Regions from separate parts of the Cricetulus griseus genome. Here region 1 is linked to region 2. A link is a contact called in public Hi-C data. All regions are on one chromosome and are shown on one strand. The core of a region is the stretch at or near the end of the contact, and the rest is flanking DNA. Distances in the headings are between cores, read along the strand shown.

Region 1 (3,285 bases), core at 690-3,189, 56 kb after region 2:
CCTTATTGGTGAGTCCTGTGTGAAAGACCCTGTATCAAAACAAGGTGAAGAGATCCTGAGGAATGACTCCTGAGGTTATCCTTTGTGCTCCACACACAGATGTCATTCACACACACACACACACACACACACACACACACACACACACACACACACACAGAGCACGAACAACTATACACACCCCTGTGTATCCACATATACTCACTGATTGTTACCAGTGTGCATTATTTATTTGAATTCATGGTTTGGAAGGAAATATGGCCAAAAGAAATGAGTTACACCTCTAGAAAAAGTAAGTAATGGTGTGGGCTATACTTGGCTAGTAATAACTCCAACTTAAGGACTCATATTCACAGCAGGGATTAATGAGGGTGCCTAGGTAATAACAGGCTACTTTTACATTATTCCTTCCATTTTCAAAGACAGGCAGGGAACTGAAGTCAAGGACATTAAGCCTTGTCTAAGATCTCAACCCACTGTGTTTCTCCTTAGTTGAGCCAGCACTGATTTTTCTTTCCTTGACTTGATATTTGGTAGACAAAACAGCAGCAGTGACAACATAAAAAAGGCCACTAGTATCAGTATCTTGTGTTAATTTCTAGAAGAGATACTTCATATAAGGATAATATCCCCCTTACTTTTAGATTTTCTGTTACATCTTTACTCTCAGCTTTCTTGGTTGCTTGATATTCAGTGAAGAACCCCCACTGGCCTCCCACCCTACTTTGAGCACAGTTCCAAGAGTTCAAGGAAATCAAATTGCGCAGGGGCTCCCTCTACTGGTAGTTTACCCCTGATTTGGTTACTTCTTTTAAGTAACATCCATAGAACAAATCCAAAGTGGCTGAAGAGAGTCTTTGCAACAAAGGGATGGAAAGTTACATGTAGATATTCTGAAATGCACAATTGATGCATAATAGAAAAATAGAGAAAAGATGATTCTATAGTGGTTGGAGGCCAGAGTTTAATTACAGTCAGGAAATTAGGAGAAGCTTCCCGGAAGACATGACATATCTCTGCATCTGAGAGGATGGGTGAGATTTGGCTTGCTGTAAGGATTGGTGGATGGAACAGAAAAGGGCAATCATGTCTGAGTAGAGGGAGCAGCAGTGGCCAAGGCCTCACGTGGAGGAAGGTGGAGGAAGGCCAAGGAGAGTGAAGATGCATAGTGTTTATGCCAGTTCAGTCAGAGCACGGGCCACATGATCAGAATTCTGTTGTTGGTCTTGAGTAACTGTGAACAGGATGGCTGACAGATGAGAGAGCCAGTAGGAAAGCCATAGATATGGCTGCTTCTTTGCCCTCATGGCTCCAGGTGGAAAGCCAAGGAAAAGTGGCCCTATCTAGTTCCCAGGTGCTGCACCAGCCACCTTGTGGTACAGAAATGAGGGCACAGGGAGAAGCTGCCTCGGGCCATTTCACCCCTTTTCCCAACACCTTTACAGCAGTGTGCAGGAGGTGCGTTGCACACGCCTACTGCTTGGGCCACAGAAGACCAGAGTCTATACATGGGACTTGGGGTGGGGGGCTCCTGTGCCTACTCCCCTACTCCAAGACAGAGAAAATTAAAGACAGTGTTTGCTCTGGTTAGAGAACTCATGGAGCCCCACCCCACTGCCCCCAGGGTCTTGTCTGATTAGTAGGAGGCCCTACTTAACATCTCACCACTCTGTTAGTGTCAGAGAGGAGGCCTTCCATGAAGCTAAAGTCTAACAGAGAATTCATAAACACTTAGGATGGCCACCTACTTGTGCTGTAGCATCCTGGTCCAAGTCTCCTCTCACCTGGAGTTAAGGGCTACCCCATTCTTTCCTTGTCTGCCTTCAGCCTGTCCCCAACCCTCCCTCCCTCTGGAACTTTGACCTTTGGAGTCACTCCTGCATTGAATGGATGTCATGGCTTGAAGTAGAGAAGCAGGTCCTTTTATGGAAGCAGGTGGCCTGCTTTGTCTACTGATTAACTAGAATGAATCTGCTCTGGGCTCTTTAGGGACTGTAGAGCTGTGCCTTGTGCATTTGAGATTTCAAGCAAAGAGTCACATTTTGCCCGGGAGCAGCAGTGCTAAAGTCAGGTTGGCTATGATGAGATCCCTCGCTCCCTATGTACAAGGTTTGTATTTCTCCTTTTGGTTAAGGTTGCAGGTCTGATATTAGCAACATCTAGGCAATGTGTGGGTTCTCTTCTATGCGTTCCTCATTTGGTAGCTTTGAGCCTTAATATTTCATGCAGTGTTACCTCAAATATTTAAAACGATGCAGCTACAGCTATTTTTTCTTTTAGTTGGCTTATTCTTTGCGTGTCTAATATGTTTATTTTCATGTTAGTTTTCAAAATTTTTTACAGCACTTTTTAAAACAAACATTAGGTATTGCAGTTTGGCAAACCTAGGTTTTGAGATTAGTGGCCTTGCAATTTATTTTTAGATTATGCCATTATCAGTATAAGCACCAGCATGTTATGAAATTTTGTTTCTCTGATTGCTGAAGAGTCTGAATCTTTTATCTCTAGGGTTGTTGCTGGGGTCACATGTGGCCCTCCACCTGCACATGCTATCCTTAAGGTGCTGGTAGTTGTTGGCTGTCACTTTGCCTAGTTTCGGCTTCGAAGCTTAGTATCCAGCTCAGGAGTTCAGGGAGACATCACTGATAACTGAAACTTGGATTCCTGCTTTGATTGTCGCTGCATATATGTTTGCTCTTTCCCCGTGTCTGTGCTGGAATTCATGGATAGATGCCCTGCTTTCTCTTCTCCCTCCACCTCCACTTAGCCCCAGCCCACCTGTCATCACCTGAGGTGGGTGTCTTTCATGGGTAGAAGCTGGCATTGGACTAAGAGCTTATTCATGGAGGAACTCTTAGCATTCCAGTTAGTGCGGACTTCATAATTCAATGTTAACCCAACATTTCCATGTTCCTGGAGGGGTGGGGATTAGCTCTGGAGGAGAGATGGTCCTTGTCCTTGCAGACAATAGACAGAAACCTGTGATTACCCTGTATCCGGATGTTTGTTGTGGTGTGTGTATCAGGAAGGTGACAGCTGGAGTCTAAACCATTTAGGTGTGGCTCTTCCTCCCACACATTCCCCTGTTCTCTGACTCAGTAGATCTCTGACCTTTCTAGTAAGTGAGGAAGTAACCAGGTTTAGTAGTAGTAACCGTGGGCTTTCCACAGAAGGCAAGGTTGGAATACTTTGTTGTAGTCAGGCCCTTATCTGATTTTGAGTTTGAAAGTCAAAATCACTGAACTGGGACAGGCAAGTACAAATCTCCTGTTAATTATTATGAAA
Region 2 (3,626 bases), core at 221-2,720:
GTAAGAGTTGACACCAGTGGGGGGAGGAGTAGGACTCTAGGCTGGATCCCAAGTTCTGGTGGTGACTAGAGAGCCATTATGGAGGGAGAAAACACCATGCAGGGCAGGGGTGAGGAGGAATGAGAGCAGATGAGCCAAGTGCAAGCAGAAGGATGCTTAGGCTGGGAAGGATCTTAAAATTATATATAATATATATATATATATATATATATATATATATTCCAAAACAAGTTGTCTTTTTAACTCTATGTGAAAGTGGCAAAGAAATATTGCAAAGTTACCATTATTACATGTCATATTTCAGACTAATGTGGAGTAATGTAAATCCTCGGGTGAGTGAATCTATTGCTTAGCAGGCTTCTGGGTAGGGAGGGTGGCCAGGAGCTGGCTGGGGGCACGGTGTAGGACAGATACCTTTGGAATAAGTAATATGCTCATTGAAATCCATTGAGAGCATTTTTTTCCCTTTGTGAACATGACCTAAGCTCTTTGAGTCAGAAAAGTTTCCTAATAAATAAATCCTTAGTCATCCATTGCCAAGAAAATTAAAAAGCTTTTGGTATACAACCATCAGCCTGCTGGCCTCCATTTCATCCTGAGACGAGTCTTGCTTTTGTTTCTGCTGTGATTCAGGCACATGGTAATATTAGAATGTTTGGATTGGCCAAACCTTTGGATTGGATGTAAGAGAGACAGAGAATTAACATTAGAATTTAAAAAAGAGAAACAGTCCTTCCTTGATTTAGGTCTCCACAACTGCCCTTTCCTGAGGATGGGGAGAAAAACCTGGGTCATGGGTTCTGAGCCTTCAGTTGGTTTTGAGTTTGTGTGATTATAACAAATTCTTTTTGAGTTTTCTTCCAAAAATATTTGGCAGTAATTCAACTGTCTGGAGAGAGAGAGACACACACACACACACAGAGAGAGAGAGAGACAGAGAGAGAGACAGAGAGAGAGACAGAGAGAGAGACAGAGACAGAGAGAGACACACAGAGAGAGAGAGAGAACACAGAAAGGAGAGAACACAGAGAGACAAAGGCAGAGAGACACAGTGGCAGAGACACATAAGAGACTTGAGAGACACACAGAAACAAAAAAGACATCCAGAGACAGAAAGACAAACATAGGGACAAGAGAGAGACAGAATGATGAGAGAGAACACACACAAGCAGGTGTGGACCCAGTGAACTTGCATCTGTCACCTTCCATTAGACAGGTGACAATTTTCCCCTCTACCTCCCTGTTCTTCTTTCCTGGGTCCCCAAGCTAACCAAAGTAAAGCCACACAGCAGAGGCCCCTGCCAAAGGACCCAGGACCCAGAGCACTCATTTCCATCCACTAGGGCCAACCAGAGCTGAATGCTCGGGGGGCGTGGCCTGGAGCGTGGGGGCGTGGCCAAATGATGACTCAGCGGCCCCGGCCCGCCCCCGGCCCGCCCCCGCCACTTAATTCTGACGCGCGGGGCCGCGGGGTGTGAGAGCCGCCCAGAGCCGGACTGGCTTCGGAGTCGGCGTTGTAACCGCCGTCGGAACCGCCCTCTCGCCACCCCGGCGGTCAAGGTGCCGGCTACCACCGCGAACGGCGGAGCGCGCCGGGGAGCCGCGCGCCTTTGTGCGAGGTAGGCTGGCCCCACACTTACTTCGCACACAAAGACGAGGAGCCTGCGAGGCGGCCGCCCGCGGGGACACAGCGACGCCTGCCTGACCCCGGCCCGGGGGACCCTGTCGTTGGCAAGCAGCGCGGGGTGGGTTCGCGGTCCCTCGAGAGCAAGCGGGCGGCGGGGAGCCCGGTGGCCCTGCGCTGCCTAGGAAGGTCGAAGGTGCAGGGCCCGGGCGGCGGCCCCGATGGAGGGGCTCTGGGGCGGAGGGGCCCCTGGAGAGGGGGGGATTCCGGGCTGCTGCTCAGCTCATTGTTGTATCCTCGGCCCAGCAGACCCAGACCCCGAGACCCTGGCTGCAACGGCTGCGCTGCCCGCGGCCAGATGCCAGCCAGCCTTGCCTGCCCCGGCGGCAGGATGGGGTCAGCGGCCCGACGCCAGCCCCTGCCCGGCAGACAAAGGCGGGGTCGCGCTGCTTAGAAAGGTGGTGGTGACCCTGTTTCCTTTCTGCAAGTAACTTTTCTGTGTTAGACTCTGTTTGCCTCTTTTGAGTCCGGTAACCCCAGGAGGTTGGGTGATGTCTACGCACAAGAAGTCCCTATATTTTGTTTGGGTTCCGTGATTGCCTCCTGAAACATTTCTGGATGGCTGGGAGGTAATGTGATGCTTTAGAGCCAAGTTTTGACATGTGTGCGGGAAGTGGAGCGTCCCAGCTCTCTTTGAAATTTAGAGGGCTCCTGTTGAGAGGATGGAGTGCAGACACCAAAACCATACCAGTCCCTCAGAAAAATTTTTGTCCAGGACTGCTAACAGAAGTTACTTGATTAGAATGGGCCTGACACTGAAGGGACTAAAAGAGGAGCAGAATGAGGCATGCTAGACTTGACATTCTGAATTTGAGCTTTCTTGCTAACAGGTAGGCCGGTGTCTTTTTCTAGGCATGGTACTCCTCTATCATTTGGAAATGTTAGCTGTTAAAGTTGCTTTAAATCCCATCAGAGGTGCTGACGCCCGTCTAGAGAAGGTTCCTTAGTGTTTGTAGTTTCAGGCTTTACACTTCAAATTATATAACATATACATTTGTGAAAATTTCAAAAATAAGAAAAGAAAAAAAGGCCAGTCATGTGGCCATCACTGAAACATACCCTGAGGATGAAGTTGTGTTTGCTTCATTCCTGGAAGGGGTGTGTGTGTGTGTGTTTGTGTGTGTGTGGAGACTAAATGAATACTTTACTAATTGTCTAAGGTATGACATTTAATAATGATAACTTTGTAATAGTCCTTTGCCATTTTCACAGAGAATTAGGCCAACAACTTGTTTGGGAATATATTTTCTCATAGTCTTGCCAATAACTACTTATTCAGAAGGGAGAGGGAAATATGACACACACACACATATATGCATATACATATGTATGTGTATATATATTCCTTGAATTTCAGGAGTAGCTTGGGACTGTCTCTGTTTAAAAAGCAAATAGATCTTGTTCTTACTTTAAAAATATTCTGAGATTCATGAGAAATGCATGATGGAAAGAGCTGCTTTGTAGAAAGGAGCAGTGGTTTCCCTGATGCATCCACACATGCTTCAACAGAGTTTGCGTTAAGAAAGTAAAATAAGTTTCCGCTGTGCAGTGAGGAGTTTTGACTGTCTAAAAAGCCATTCAGCTACATATTTGGCCAGTGGACATGTTTATCATTACTTGTTGTTTTTCCCCTTGTAAAAATTTTGATCTTTGAATTCTTTAATATGCAAAGTAAAAAGAAGCCTTTGAGATAGTCCTTCAGAAGCAGAGTGCTGAGGAGATGATGCAATAGTGTTTGAAACCAGGAGGCAATGTAAGGAGGAAGCTGTGGCTGTGTGCTATCAGGTACATGGTTTTGTTGCTCTTCCTCCCATTTGGAGTTTGCATCTGTACTTTGGGGTTCCTTAATCTGCATGCACACTTGGAGTAGTTGAAGGGTTGTAGTGACCCCTAGATGGAGGGTAGAATATTCAGCCCCTGTCGTGATCTGTGTTGCTTTCCT

What was found. Hi-C and Micro-C count contacts between places; a contact is called where the count stands out from the background.
Region 1: a Hi-C map of fibroblasts shows a contact between it and region 2, with 1.8 times the contacts expected there. The contact joins the enhancer-like site here to the promoter of Fam107b in region 2. A contact is called at or near these places in 3 of 8 Hi-C or Micro-C datasets (the CHK-Q cell line, the CHO-K1 cell line and fibroblasts).

What each region holds. Positions count from the first base shown.
Region 1 is chr3:221,048,627-221,051,911 of CriGri-PICRH-1.0, forward strand. All of the region lies in intron 1 of Fam107b (protein FAM107B), which reads left to right. Among named protein-coding and RNA genes, the nearest start is that of Fam107b, 56 kb to the left of the region's middle. Within about 2 kb of position 1,940, at least 1 of the 6 cell types and tissues checked has open chromatin away from gene starts, as enhancers often do.
Region 2 is chr3:220,992,955-220,996,580 of CriGri-PICRH-1.0, forward strand. It overlaps Fam107b (protein FAM107B), which reads left to right and starts at 1,471. Exons shown (of 4, transcript XM_027405206.2): 1 at 1,471-1,619.